2 separate regions of the Sus scrofa genome follow, and region 2 is linked to region 1. The links are chromatin contacts, called in public HiChIP or PLAC-seq maps. All regions are on one chromosome and are shown on one strand. Each heading gives the region's core, a stretch centred on a gene start, on an enhancer-like site or on the middle of the called end of the contact. The rest is flanking DNA. Distances are from core to core; before and after follow the strand shown.

Region 1 (5,953 bases), core at 16-2,515:
CTGAGCCACAACGGGAACTCCCCAGATCCCAAAGTAAACACCCCACCCTTAAGTGTCCTTCACCCTGCTTCCCCGACTGTTAGGTGGCTCTCTTGTGTGCTTCCACAGCACCCTGTTCTGCCCCATCCAGGCCCTGGTCATATTTCCTGTTCACCAGCAGGTGGCGGTGGGTGGGTAGGTGTGTGTCCAATGCACTGATACGTGAGATGCCCCATCCTGGGTGCCCCACGCCCTGGCGGGGGGGCAGTGCTCTGTTGGCCCACCCCAAGCCTGTATCCTTCCCATCCTGCTCACCGGCCTCAGCACTCTCTGAACCTCCTGCAGGACCCTCTTCGGGCTCTGCACTGAGCACAGTACCAAGGTGCTGACCACCACATCCATGGAGCCATCGGCCAGCTCTTTCATGTCCTCTCCAAAAGCCACCACGAACCGTTCGTATTCGAGATGTCTATTCTCGGCCATACTCTTTGTCAGGAACGTCTGAAAGTGGGGGTTCGGGTCCAGGCAGGTGATCCGGCAGCCTGCTGGGTAGAACTGGAAGTTGGCGCCAGTGCCGGAGCCCAGCTCCAGCAGGGCCACCTTTCCCGAGGCTCCGGCCAGCCCCTTTATCTGGCTGAAGAGCTCCCGCTTCTTGCTCTCTATCTTGCGGTTGTTCTTGGCCGTCAGCACATCCATCACGTAGGGGAAATAGCTCTTGCACAGGGGCTCCCAGAGGCCCAGCAGAGCCATGAGGTGCAGGGGCAGGGTCAGGAGCAGCACCAGCAGCTGCAGGAGTCGGACCAGGGCGTCCATGGTGGCCTGGCTCCGAGAGAGCAGTGCTTCCCTTGGGGGACTGGCTTTTTCTCTGCCCAGCCGCTGCAGGCTTGTCCCCTTCACCCTGCAATAGGACTTTGCTCCCTGTCTCCTACTTGGCAGTTTCCTCTTTGCCCGGGTGGAGTGGATGTGTGAAATCTTGCCAGAGGGCGCAGGTCCCAAAGCCCCACAAGCTCTTCAACACTATTCATGTGGGGCTAAGGAACAGGTGGTGCCAGTGTGTCCTGAGTTCTGGGGCGCTCTGCCCAGTTGAAGAGGATGGTATGCGGCCGATCATCTCAGAGGGATGTCTCAGATCACAGCTTCATGGGTGCCAGATGCTCAGGCAGAGCTGCCTCACGCAGCGTGTCCTGGCCTCATTCTCTCCTCAGGTTCGGCTGGGTTGATGCAAGCTGGACATTCTGATTGGGTGCCCCTGGCAATACCCACAGGACATTGTAAAGTGTGAAATGCCTCTGCCTCAGATAGTAGCCAAATTCAGAGAAGAATGTGTCTTAACTGAGGGAGGGGGGCACCGGGGGGGGGTGTCACCAAACTTCTCTGTTGGTCAGTGGCACAGGGGCCACTCCTACAGTGACAGCACATAGTGTAGGAGACACTTTCCTGAAATAGGTCATCCCTGCCTGACTCAGGCCTTGTCCCCAGACTTTTTTTCTAAGCCCCTTCACTGGCCAGGGCAGATACATCTGTGGGTTCGGCCGGCAGAACAGAGGCAGTGGACTTGGACAGAGCACTTGTAACAAGCAGGGATTTTGTTCAAACTCGGCCTCCCCTAGAGGCCATCAGTGGCCCTGGAAAATGCTCCCCATGAGATTTCAGACTTGTAATTTCCCTCTTGTATGGTGCCCAAGGCATGGTGGCTGAAGGAAGTTTCATTTAGGGAGGAGCAAATCAACAATTGGCATTCATTTTATTGTTGAGCAGTATCCATGTTATGGGTATGCCACAAATTATTTATCCATTTAGCTGTGGGTGGACATTTGGGTTGTGTCCATTTTTTGTCTATTATTAGTTGCCATGAACATCTATGTGCACGACTTTGGACATAAGTTTGTGTTTTCCATGTGTAAATTACCTGTGTATGGAATGGCTAGTCATTTATTTAAAATGTGTAACTATTCTTTTGTTCTGGCAGTGTCCTTTAATTTTTTTCTCTCTTTTTTTGGTTGTTGTAAAATATGCGTAACATAAAACTTATCATCTTCACCATTTCAATTTTTTTTTCTTTTTGCTTTTTCTGGGGGCGCTCCTGCGGCATATAGGGGTTCCCAGGCTAGGGGTTGAATCAGAGCTGTTGCTGCCAGCCTACACCACAGCCACAGCAACGCAGGATCCGAGCCACGTCTGCGACCTACACCACAGCTCACAGCAATGCTGGATCCTTAACCCACTGAGCGAGGCCAGGGATCGAACCCACAACATCATGATTCCTAGTCGGATTTGTTAACCACTGAGCCACGACGGGAACTCCCTATCTTCACCATTTTAAGTGAACAATTCAGTGGTATTCAATATATTCTCCACCATCACCCCCATCTGTTCTCATAACTCTTTTTATCTTGTAAAATCAAAGCTCTATATCCATTAGACCGTAACTTTCCATTCTCGCCTCCTCCCAGCCTCTGGCAACCACGTTTACACTTTCTGTCTTTGTGATTCTGTCTATGTGACTGCTCTAAGTACCTGGTGTAAGCAAAGTCATACAGTGTTTATCTTCTTATGACTGGCTTATTTCACTTAGCATAACACCCTCAAGCTTATCCATGTTGCAGCATATGGAAGAATTCTTTCCTTTTTAAGGCAGAATAATATTTCATTTTATGTGTATATCACATTTCGCTTATCCATTCATCTATTAGTGGATACCTGGGCTTCTTCCACATTTTAGCTACTGTCAATAATGCTGCTATGAACAAGTATTTCTCTGAGACCTGCTTTCAATGACTTTAAAGGGCATATGTCCAGAAGTGGAGTTGCTGGATCATATGATTAGTTCTATTTTTGATTTTTTTGGGGAAACCACCATACTGTTTTCCACAGGAGCTATACTATTTTTATATTCCCACCAACAGCACACCCCATATTTGCCAACACTTGTTTGCTGATTTTTTTTTTGTTGTTGGTAGCCATTCTAATGGATTTCAGGTGGTATCTCATCATCGTTTTCATTTGCATTTCCCTAATGATTAGTGATGTCAAGTGTCCTTTCATGGCTATTGGCCACATTCATACATCTTCTCTGGATAATAATAATAATAATTTTTTTTTCAGGGCCGCACCTGCGGCATATGAAGTTCCAGGCTAGGGGTCAAATTGGAGCTGCAGCTGCTGGTCTATACCACAGCCACAGCAACTCCAGATCCAAGTCGCTTCTGCAACCTACACTATAGCCCTTGGCAACGCTGGATCCTTAACCCACTGACTGAGGTCTGTCATTTTTGATTTCTATATATTGATTTTATTTTTAGTCAATTTACTAAATTCTCTCATTGTTTATAATAATGGTTTCTATTTATTTGGACTTTCTGGGCATCAAATGATCTGTGCAAATAATAATAATTTTACTTCTTTTCCAACTTTATCTTTTATTTCTTTCTCTTACTTACTTGCTTTAAAATGAAATGTCCTCAGACCAATGTTAAATAGTGGTATGGATACTAAATTCCTTTCTTTATTTTATTTTATTTTATTTTTTGCCTTTTTGCTATTTCTTTGGGGCCGCTCCCACGGCATATGGAGGTTCCCAGGTTAGGGGTTGAATCGGAGCTGTAGCCACCGGCCTACGCCAGAGCCACAGCAACGCAGGATCCGAGCCGCGTCTGCAACCTACACCACAGCTCACAGCAACGCTGGATCGTTAACCCACTGAGCAAGGCCAGGGATCGAACCTGCAACCTCATGGTTCCTAGTCGGATTCGTTAACCACTGTGCCATGACGGGAACTCCCCTTTCTTTATTTTTGAAATTAATGAGTATACCACAAATACTTTCTCAAAGGATGTATACTTATTTCTCCCAGGCTTTCACCCACTCTTTTATACTTTGCTCTATATTACTATTAAGAGTCTGTAGGATTTCCCGTCATGGCTGAGTGGTTAACAAACCCAACTAGTACCCATGAGGATGTGGGTTTGAGTCCCAGCCTCCATCAGTGGGTTAAGGATCTGGCGATGCCGTGAGCTGTGGTGTAAGTTGAAGACATGGCTTGGATCCCAGGTGCAACCCTAAAAAAACAACAGACAAGGGAAAAAAAAAAAAAGAAAAAAAAAGGAGTCTGCCGACTACATTAACCTGGCCCCTCTGCTTTTGGGTTTTTCCAATAATAAGCATTTGAGGGAGATCAGATTGTGGGAGGAAAAGGGCATCTAAGCTTCCAGGTGGACGGTGTGGCTGTTGGTGGCAGTGGTGGTTCTGTAGCAGCAATGGAGATGAGTGATTCAAGACTCCATCAATCTGAGCCAAAGTCTGCACTTCATCAGCAATTCCAGCTCTGCCTGCTTTGGCAAGTGGAGAGCACGTTGTGACAAAGTTGACAACAGGACAGCAGCAGGGGTTTGTGGGATCCAGCCCAGGGGTGTTCACAGCTTATGATCTCTGGGTATCATCATATCACCCCTTCTTCCTTTCACCTTCCAACCTTCCTAACTTCTCCTTTTAAAGTAGTTCTTTTCTTTTTCTTTCTTTTTTTTTTGTCTTTTTGTCTTTTTTTGAGGCATATGGAGGTTCCCAGGCAGGGGTTGAATCAGAAGTGTAGCTGCCGGTCTACGCCACAGCCACAGCAACAGGGGATCCAAGCTGCATCTGTGACCTGCACCACAGCTCACGGCAACGCCAGATCCTTAACCTGCTGAGCGAGGCCAGGGATCGAACCCGAGTCCTTGTGGATACTAGTCAGGTTCGTTAACCACTGAGCCACTATGGGAACTCCTAAAGTAGTTCTTTACATTACCTTGCTTCCATTTGAAGCTGCTAGATTGAAAATGCCTGACTGGACCTTAACAAATGTACCCATTAAGAATGATGTGGACTTTGGAGTTGAGATAAAAACACTTAGTTGTAAGTATTGAGATGAATGTTTCATACCAGTTCCTCTGTCCTCAAACCCATTATAACCTCTCTTCTACCCTTACTCTCAGTTGATAAATTTACCTTATACTTTATGATAGAAACTATCGGATGTAAACTTCAGTATTTTCTATCATAAGACCTACGGATTATCTGCCTCACCTCACATCCTTCCTCCCTTATTACAACGGTGGCTATGTCCTTACTCCTGTCAAAGTTTAATCTCTCTGTTTGGGTCTATAGTATACTCTCTCTCACTTCTTTTTTTTTTTTTTTTTTTTAATAATAACTCACATAACAACTTTACTGAGATTCAACTCACAATTCACATGCTATAAAATTCACCCTTTTTAATCATGCAATTCAGTGGTTTTTAGCATGTTTCGAGTTGAGAAACTATCACCGCAGTCAAGGTTAGAATATTTTCATCACCCCAGAAAGTAACTCAATGCCAATTAGCCGTCACTCTGTTTCTCCCAACTTCCCCATTATCACCAATCTGCATTCTGCATTTATGGATTTGCCTATTCTGGACATTTCATATAAATGGAATCATTCTATATGTGGCCTTTTGTGATAGCTTCTTTCACTTCATATATTGTTTCCAAGGTTCACCCATGTTCAGCATGTATCAGTTTCATTCCTTCTGATGTCCGAATAACATTCCATTGTATGACATAATATATATATATATATCTATATATCTTTTAATATAATATATATATATCTTTTGACATAATATATATATATATAATCTTATGACATAATATATATATATATCTTTTGCAAGCAAGCAAAGTCTTTATTACAGGAAATCAAACAGCTCCCAGGACAGCTGGGAGGGGGGAGAAGAGCCCCCCTCTCTATTACCGTATAATGGTTTTTATCCCTTAAAGATAGGGGGGTACCAATGTGGGGTCCAGAAAGCTGTGTTTTTCTCCCTTTGGCCTTGCCCAATTGCCTATATCAGTCCTTGTCCAATAAGGGTCTTAGAGGTGGAAATGTCCCGTAAGTCTCATGGTTTCTATGCTCTTTTCTTCCTGTAAACTGAGTCACAGGGGGAGACATACTGTAT
Region 2 (6,551 bases), core at 629-3,128, 43 kb before region 1:
ACTGAGCAAGGCCAGGGATCGCACCTGAGTCCTCGCGGATGCTAGTCGGGTTTGTAATCCGCGAAGCCACATCCGGCACTCCTTAAACGGTTTCTTAGCTATGGCCCCACGCAGTGTTTTCATCAGCTCTGCAGGGCAGATGCTAGTTTTTTGGGTGGGAGCTGGGGCCCTGCTCCCCTCACCTCAGGCTGTCAGAGAAGGCCTCCACGCCAAACTTGGAGACGCAGTAGCCTCCTCCATTGGCTGCCAGGCGACCCAGGACACTGCTGACGTTGACTACCCGGCCCCGGGCCTGCCGCAGCAGGGGCAGCAGGGCAAGGGTGACCCCGATGGGACCCAGCGTGTTCACATTCAGCACCTGCTGGAAATCCTCCCGTGTCTGCCAAGGGGTGGGCCCGATAATGCCAGCCACGCCGGCATTATTCACCAGACCAAAAAGCCCTGCGGGGAGATGAGGCAAGCACGTGGCTGCGCAGGGCAGGCATTCCAGCGGCCCCTCTGGCAAGGTCTGAGCCTCTTCCTCCCCCTGAGAGCTTCCCACACCCCATACCTCCATTCCCAGGGGTCCTGGCCATACACACCTGCTTCCCCAACATGTGTTTCCACCCACTTGGCTGCCCGCTGGATGCTTTGGGGATCAGTGACATCCAGCAGGGTGGTGTGGAGGCGGGAGGAAGCCACACGCTGTAGGTCTTCGGCTCCAGAGGGGGTCAGGCAGCTGGCCAGGACTCGGAAGCCTCTCTGGTCCAGCCTCAGTGCCAAAAGCCGTCCGAAGCCCGAGTCGCAGCCGGTGATAAAGACAAAAGCATCGCTGGTGGGCAGGCTCTGCCGGTCCCTGAGCAACCATAGCAGTGCCCAGAGCAAGACTCCCAGCAGCAGAGGCAGCCACATAGCTGGAGCCCAGGCGACCTGCAGGTGGCAGCCGAGGCTGGGCAGGAAGCCTTGTCCAGATTAATCTGGCCCTCCAGCTCTCGCCCTCCATGTCCTCCCTGGCTGGAAGTCCCTGGTTTGGGCAGATGGCGAGTCTGGCCGATAACTGGCAGGCTATGGCGCATCTAAGGAATGAGGCTCATCAGGCAGACCCTGTGGGTAACTTAAATAAAACCAAGTGAGCCTGGTCCTGTGAGCACAGAGGGATCTTGTTTTCTGTCACCTCTTACCTCCTGCTAAACTGGCTGGGACTTGTTTTTGGAAACATATACGGGGCAGCTGCATTTTAGTCCCAGTGGGTCCAAACTTACTGTGTGAGGCTGCGCAGCTATGAACTGTGTCTCTGAACCTGTTTTCTTTCTTCTTTTATTTCCTTTTGTCTTTTTAGGGCTGCACCAGTAGCATATGGAAGTTCCCAGGCTAGGGGTTGAATCAGAGCTGCAGCCGCCGGCCAACACCACGGCCACAGGAACGCGGGATCCGAGCCAAGTCCAAGCGACACCACAGCTCATGGCAATGCCCGATCCTTAACCCACAGAGCCAGGCCAGGGATCGAACCCACACCCTCATGGATACTAGTTGGGTTCGTTACCACTGAGGCACCATCCGAGCTCTATTTGAACCTGTTTTCTCATCTACCAAGGGGGCTAACAACCCAGCACGCCCACCTGGGAGTTGGTGCAGGATCAAAGGGATAGAGAGGGAGGCAGCACGTGAAAAGCTTTAGGCTTTGAATTATCAATACATGAATATCGACTTCTCATTGCCCCCCAGCTCCCCATACCCTGCTTACCTCCTCGGCGGAAGGCGAGCAGCTACTACAACCCCTGAAGCTTCTTTTGCTTCGCTTGAGAAACTTTGCTCCCAGTCTTCCCAGGGCCCCACACGAGCTACAGCCAAGGCTAAAGTCTCTGGGAGGTGGTGAACTGGGTGCCAGAAGTATTAAGTGCTTGTGGGGTGAGGGTGGGGGAGGGGCCAGGGGGAGGAGCCAGGGAAGACCAGAGGCTGAGGGTTGCAGCCAGGGCTTGGCACAAACCAGGAGCGCCCGGGCCCCCTCCTTAGTTGTCTTTTCTTGTGGGGGAAGCGGGTTAACGACTGCCTTTATCATGGATTCTCAAGAGAAGGGATCTGTCCAGGAGGGCAGCAGCCCCTCTCTGCTGGGGACTGAGTCCCTGCGGGGCTCCTGGGCACAAAAGCCTTTCTGTGTCCATTTCTGTTCTTAGGAAATGGGCTTCCTTGAGCCTCCATGATCTTCCCCGAGATCCTAGGGACAGGTTCCGACCGTTGCTAATCAGGGAAAGAAGGGGTTGCAGAGACAAGGAGAAGAGCCAAGAAACAACAGTACAGCCTTGGGGCAGCATCCTTGTTCCCTCTCAAGGGATACACATAATAATACGGGCAATCTTATACCCATAAGTGTAAAAGAAAAGTTATATTCCTTATGCTTTTTTTTAGAAATGAATATTTATTTATTTTTTGCTTTTTAGGGCCGCACCTGCAGCACATGGAAGTTCCCAGGCTAGGGGTCCAACTGGAGCCATAGCTGCCAGCCTACACCACAGCTACGGCAGCATCAGATTCGAGCTGTGTCTGCGACCTACACCACAAGTCACGGCAACCTCGTGGTTCCTAGTCAGATTCGTTTCCGCTGCACCACAACGGGAACTCCCAGAAATGAATACTTTAAAAGTGAACAGCTTAGGAGTTCCCGTTGTGGCTCAGTGGTTAACGAATCCGACCAGCAACCATGAAGACGTGGGTTGGGTCCCCGGATTCACTTAGTTGGTTAAGGATCCGGTGTTGCTGTGGCTGTGGTGTAGGCCTACAGCTGTAGCTCCGATGGGACCCCTAGCCTGGGAACCCCCATATGCCGCTGGTGTGGCCCCGAAAAGACAAAAGACAAAAACAAAAAAAAACAAAAAACGGAAGAGCTTGCAGTCTTTTCTTGTCCTTCTCCCTGGCTTAATTGCACACTAAACACAATCACCCATAAGCTAAAGATTACACACCCTGGCACAACTGCCTGTGGGTTAAAAGTTATGAGCATGTGAAGATTTCCTAGTTTGTTGTAATCTCTGGTCAGTGTGCCCTTTTTGCAAGTACTGTTGTTCTAGGCAATAACCCAGAAGCCCATCATCATGATTATGCTGAGATCTGACATCGGCTTTGATGACTAAGATCCCCTAATCAAAGCAAAATGCATACTTGTCCCAATCCTTTTTTTTTTTTTGTCTTTTTGCCATTTCTTGGGCCGCTTCCCCGGCATATGGAGGTACCCAGGCTAGGGGTCTAATCGGAGCTTAGCTGCCAGCCTACGCCAGAGCCACAGCAACATGGGATCCGAGCCGAGTCTGCGACCTACACCACAGCTCACGGCAATGACGGATTGTTAACCCACTGAGCAAGGCCAGGGATCGAACCCGCAACCTCTTGGTTCCTAATTGGATTTGTTAACCACTGTGCCACAACGGGAACTCCGCCAATCCTAATTCCTATTGTAGGAGAAAATGTCCCAATAAAATGTAGAAAGGAGAGACCCCAGCATGATGACTAAGCAAAGTCTAGCCAACTGCCCCAACCAGTCCTCCCCCATGCATCTGCTTCTGTAAATTTATTTCCACATGGACTACCTTGCCTGATGTCACTCCAGTCCAACTAGCCAAGCTTGGACCTGGAAGACGTAGCCCATAAAAGCCTTGTGAAACCCTTCTTCCGGGCTCAGACTCTGGAGAGCGATCTCCGATCTCCTCTGAGCCCGCCGGTGTCATAAACCTGAGTTCTCCAACTCTCCGAGTGCTCGCTTGGTTTCTCGCCGGGTAAAAGAGCTGATCCACTACAGCCACAAAGCTGCCGGAGCTGGTACACTACAGCCATGGGGCAGTCGCCAGAGCTGATACGCTGCAGTACAGGGCTGCTGGGTATCTGCTTTAACACTATCTGAAAACCTGTTTTTCTCCTTCTTACTGTAAAACTCCTTACAATTCTTTTCGGGGGGGGGGCGCCACAGTCTTTGGGGCATTAGCCTGCTGTGACCTCCACCTTTGTCTGGCAAAGCAGTAAAGCTATTTTTTTCTTCTCCAGCCAAAACTCTATGAGTCTTTCTTTCTCTCTCTCTCTCTCTCTTTCTCTCTTTCTTTCTTTCTTTTTTTTTGTCTCTGAGTTTCTCTTGGGCAATGGCGAACAAGGCCAAGTTTTGGCAATAAATTTCAGGGGCTTGTCTGGGATCTGCCTGTGGGCAGGTGGCCCCCGCAGGGCTCTCGGCTTGATTGGATGCCCTGAGGCTTCCTTCCATGCCCATCTCCCTTGAGTGAGTGGAGGGTTGGAGGACTCTTTCAGAGGCCAGTTGTTGAGAGGTTCCTGCCGCAAGGCCAGGCCCTGAGCAGACCCCACTGGAGATCTCGGAAGTTGGAACTCCAGGGTGGAAAAGTGGTCCGAAAGCAAGGACCACCCCAGCAGCTGCCAAGGCTCTGCTGGCTTTGGGGGAACTCCTTCCTTTCCCTCTGCTCCTGCTGACCCAAATTTCCCACTTCAAGAAAATTTTTTGGGGACTTCCTGTTGTGGCGCAGCAGAAACGAATCTGACTAGGAACCATGAGGTTGAGGGTTCGATCCCTGGCCTCGCTCAGTGGGTTAAGGATCCAGTCTGTGGTGTAGGCTGGCAGCTATAGCTCCGATTAGACCCCTAGCCTGGGAACCTCCATATGCCGCGTGTGCGGCCCTAAAAAGACAAAAGACAGGAAAAAAAAAAAAAAAAAAAAAAAAAAAAAAAGAAACCTTTTTGGGAAGGAGAAAAGTAGCTCCTGGAACGTCCCACTGCCAGCACCCGGGTAAGTCTGCTGACGTGCACTCCGAGGCCCCTTGGACCCTGTCTGTCTGGGGAAACTTTGGGAGAATCTGTTTGTCTGTGGCTGCCTTTTGGCTGGTGAGGATTCTGGTTTTGCTTTCAGTTTTGTGTTCGAGTATTTAATTCTATCTGATAGTACCCTAGGAAAGATCTTGACAGGGGTTCTAGCCTAGGACTCAGTTCTGTGAGCTAAGGAGAAACAAAGCCAATCTGCGAAATATCTCTGAAATTCCATCAGGCAGTCCCCTGGGGAAGATCTCAGGCAACTAGTTGACTTCTTTTTGTTTTTTTTAGGGCCGCACCCACAGCCTATGGAGGTTCCCAGGCTTGGGGTAGAAATGGAACTGTAGCCGCCAGGCTACACCACAGCCACAGCAATGCAGGATCCGAGCCGCGTCTACCACCTACACCACAGCTCACGGCAACACCTCATAGCAACACCAGATCCTTAACCCACACCGAGGGAGGCCAGGGATAGAACCCGCATCCTCATGGATGCTTGCCAGGTTCGCTAATCGCTGAACCATGATAGGAACTCCAAGTAGTCGACTTCTATCTATGAGCCAATGACTAAGATACTGTGGCTGGCTTAGTTGGAAGGGACTGAGGGGTCTGGGCTGAGTATTTAGGTAGGAGGCTGATCTGATGCTTTCCCTCAATTTGGCTGCCTTAATGGAATTTGTTGGGGTAAAGGTGAAGGTATTACACGAAAGCATTTGCTCCAAAGAAAAATGACAAGACTCCTCCCTGGCTGGTTACGTTTTTTGCAGGTGACTGAGAAATTTAATGGGGGTGATGGAGGCCGAGTCCCTACTCCGTGCAGTGGTTCCATAAGGAAACCCACTCAATTAAAACCTGCTCAACTGGGGATGCGAATGAGAACAGGCCGTTAGGCAATCTGTGCACCAGTGGTGTCCTAGACGCCACTGGGAGACCCAAGACACCTAAGAGAGAACTGAAGCAACTCTGGGCTAAAACCTAGAGGAATGACGTTTTCGAGCAACACACTGGGCCACCACACAATGTCATTTAGTGGACTTTATGCTGCACAAATTCAACTTTAAAATGGGAACTGGAGTCTCAACCAGAAAAACAAGGAGCAGCAGAAAGCCAGCCTCCAGCTAACACCTCAGCCAGATTTATGTCCGTACTAAGCTTATACTTGCAAGTATCTATTTAGTATTAAAGGGAAAAAATTTTGCCCTACAAATAGTCAAAATGGGCTCTTTTATTGCATATGCAGTTATAAGAAAAAGCTAGCTTGGAAAAAAAAATCTTTTCAGAATTCACCACGCTGGTGGGACATCCCGGCTACTCGGGGTGCTCGAAAACCAGCTCACCCACCAAAGAAGCAGACCCAGCGGCCACAACCAGGACCCTTTGGTTTCTGGTCTCCTCCTGTTTCTGACGAGTCCCCCTCCCTCTCTCTTTTCTCTTTTCAGACTCAAGCTGGCCTCTTTTCCTCCCTTTGAAGACCCAAGATATTTCCATTTACTTTGTTTATTAGTACTTAGATCTGAAGGTTCTGTGTCTCTGTAGGTTTTCGGAGAGTCTACAGTCTTTTTTCTTTTCTTTCTTTTTTTTTTTTTTTAGGGCCATACCTGCGGCATATGGAAGTTCCCAGGCTATGGGTCGAATCTGAGTTACAGCTGCTGGCTTATGCCAGAGCCACAGCAATGCAGGATCCGAGCCACGTCTTTGACCTACACCACAGCTCATGGCAACGCTGGATCCCTGACCCACTGATCAAGGTCAGGGATCGAACCCACAACCTCATG

The links. HiChIP or PLAC-seq counts read pairs in DNA pulled down with a chosen protein or histone mark.
Region 2: a contact with region 1 is called in an H3K27ac HiChIP or PLAC-seq map of skeletal muscle. The contact joins the promoter of RDH5 here to the promoter of METTL7B in region 1. A contact is called at or near these places in 2 of 47 Hi-C or Micro-C datasets (fetal heart ventricle and liver) and 1 of 2 datasets of contacts at active chromatin or transcription factors (skeletal muscle).

Annotation. Positions count from the first base shown.
Region 1 is chr5:21,118,860-21,124,812 of Sscrofa11.1, reverse strand. METTL7B (methyltransferase-like protein 7B) reads right to left here and starts at 1,265. Exons shown (of 2, transcript XM_021091775.1): 1 at 295-1,265. The coding sequence starts at 792.
Region 2 is chr5:21,162,196-21,168,746 of Sscrofa11.1, reverse strand. It overlaps RDH5 (11-cis retinol dehydrogenase), which reads right to left and starts at 1,878. Exons shown (of 5, transcript XM_003126254.4): 1 at 1,724-1,878; 2 at 582-909; 3 at 183-441. The coding sequence starts at 891.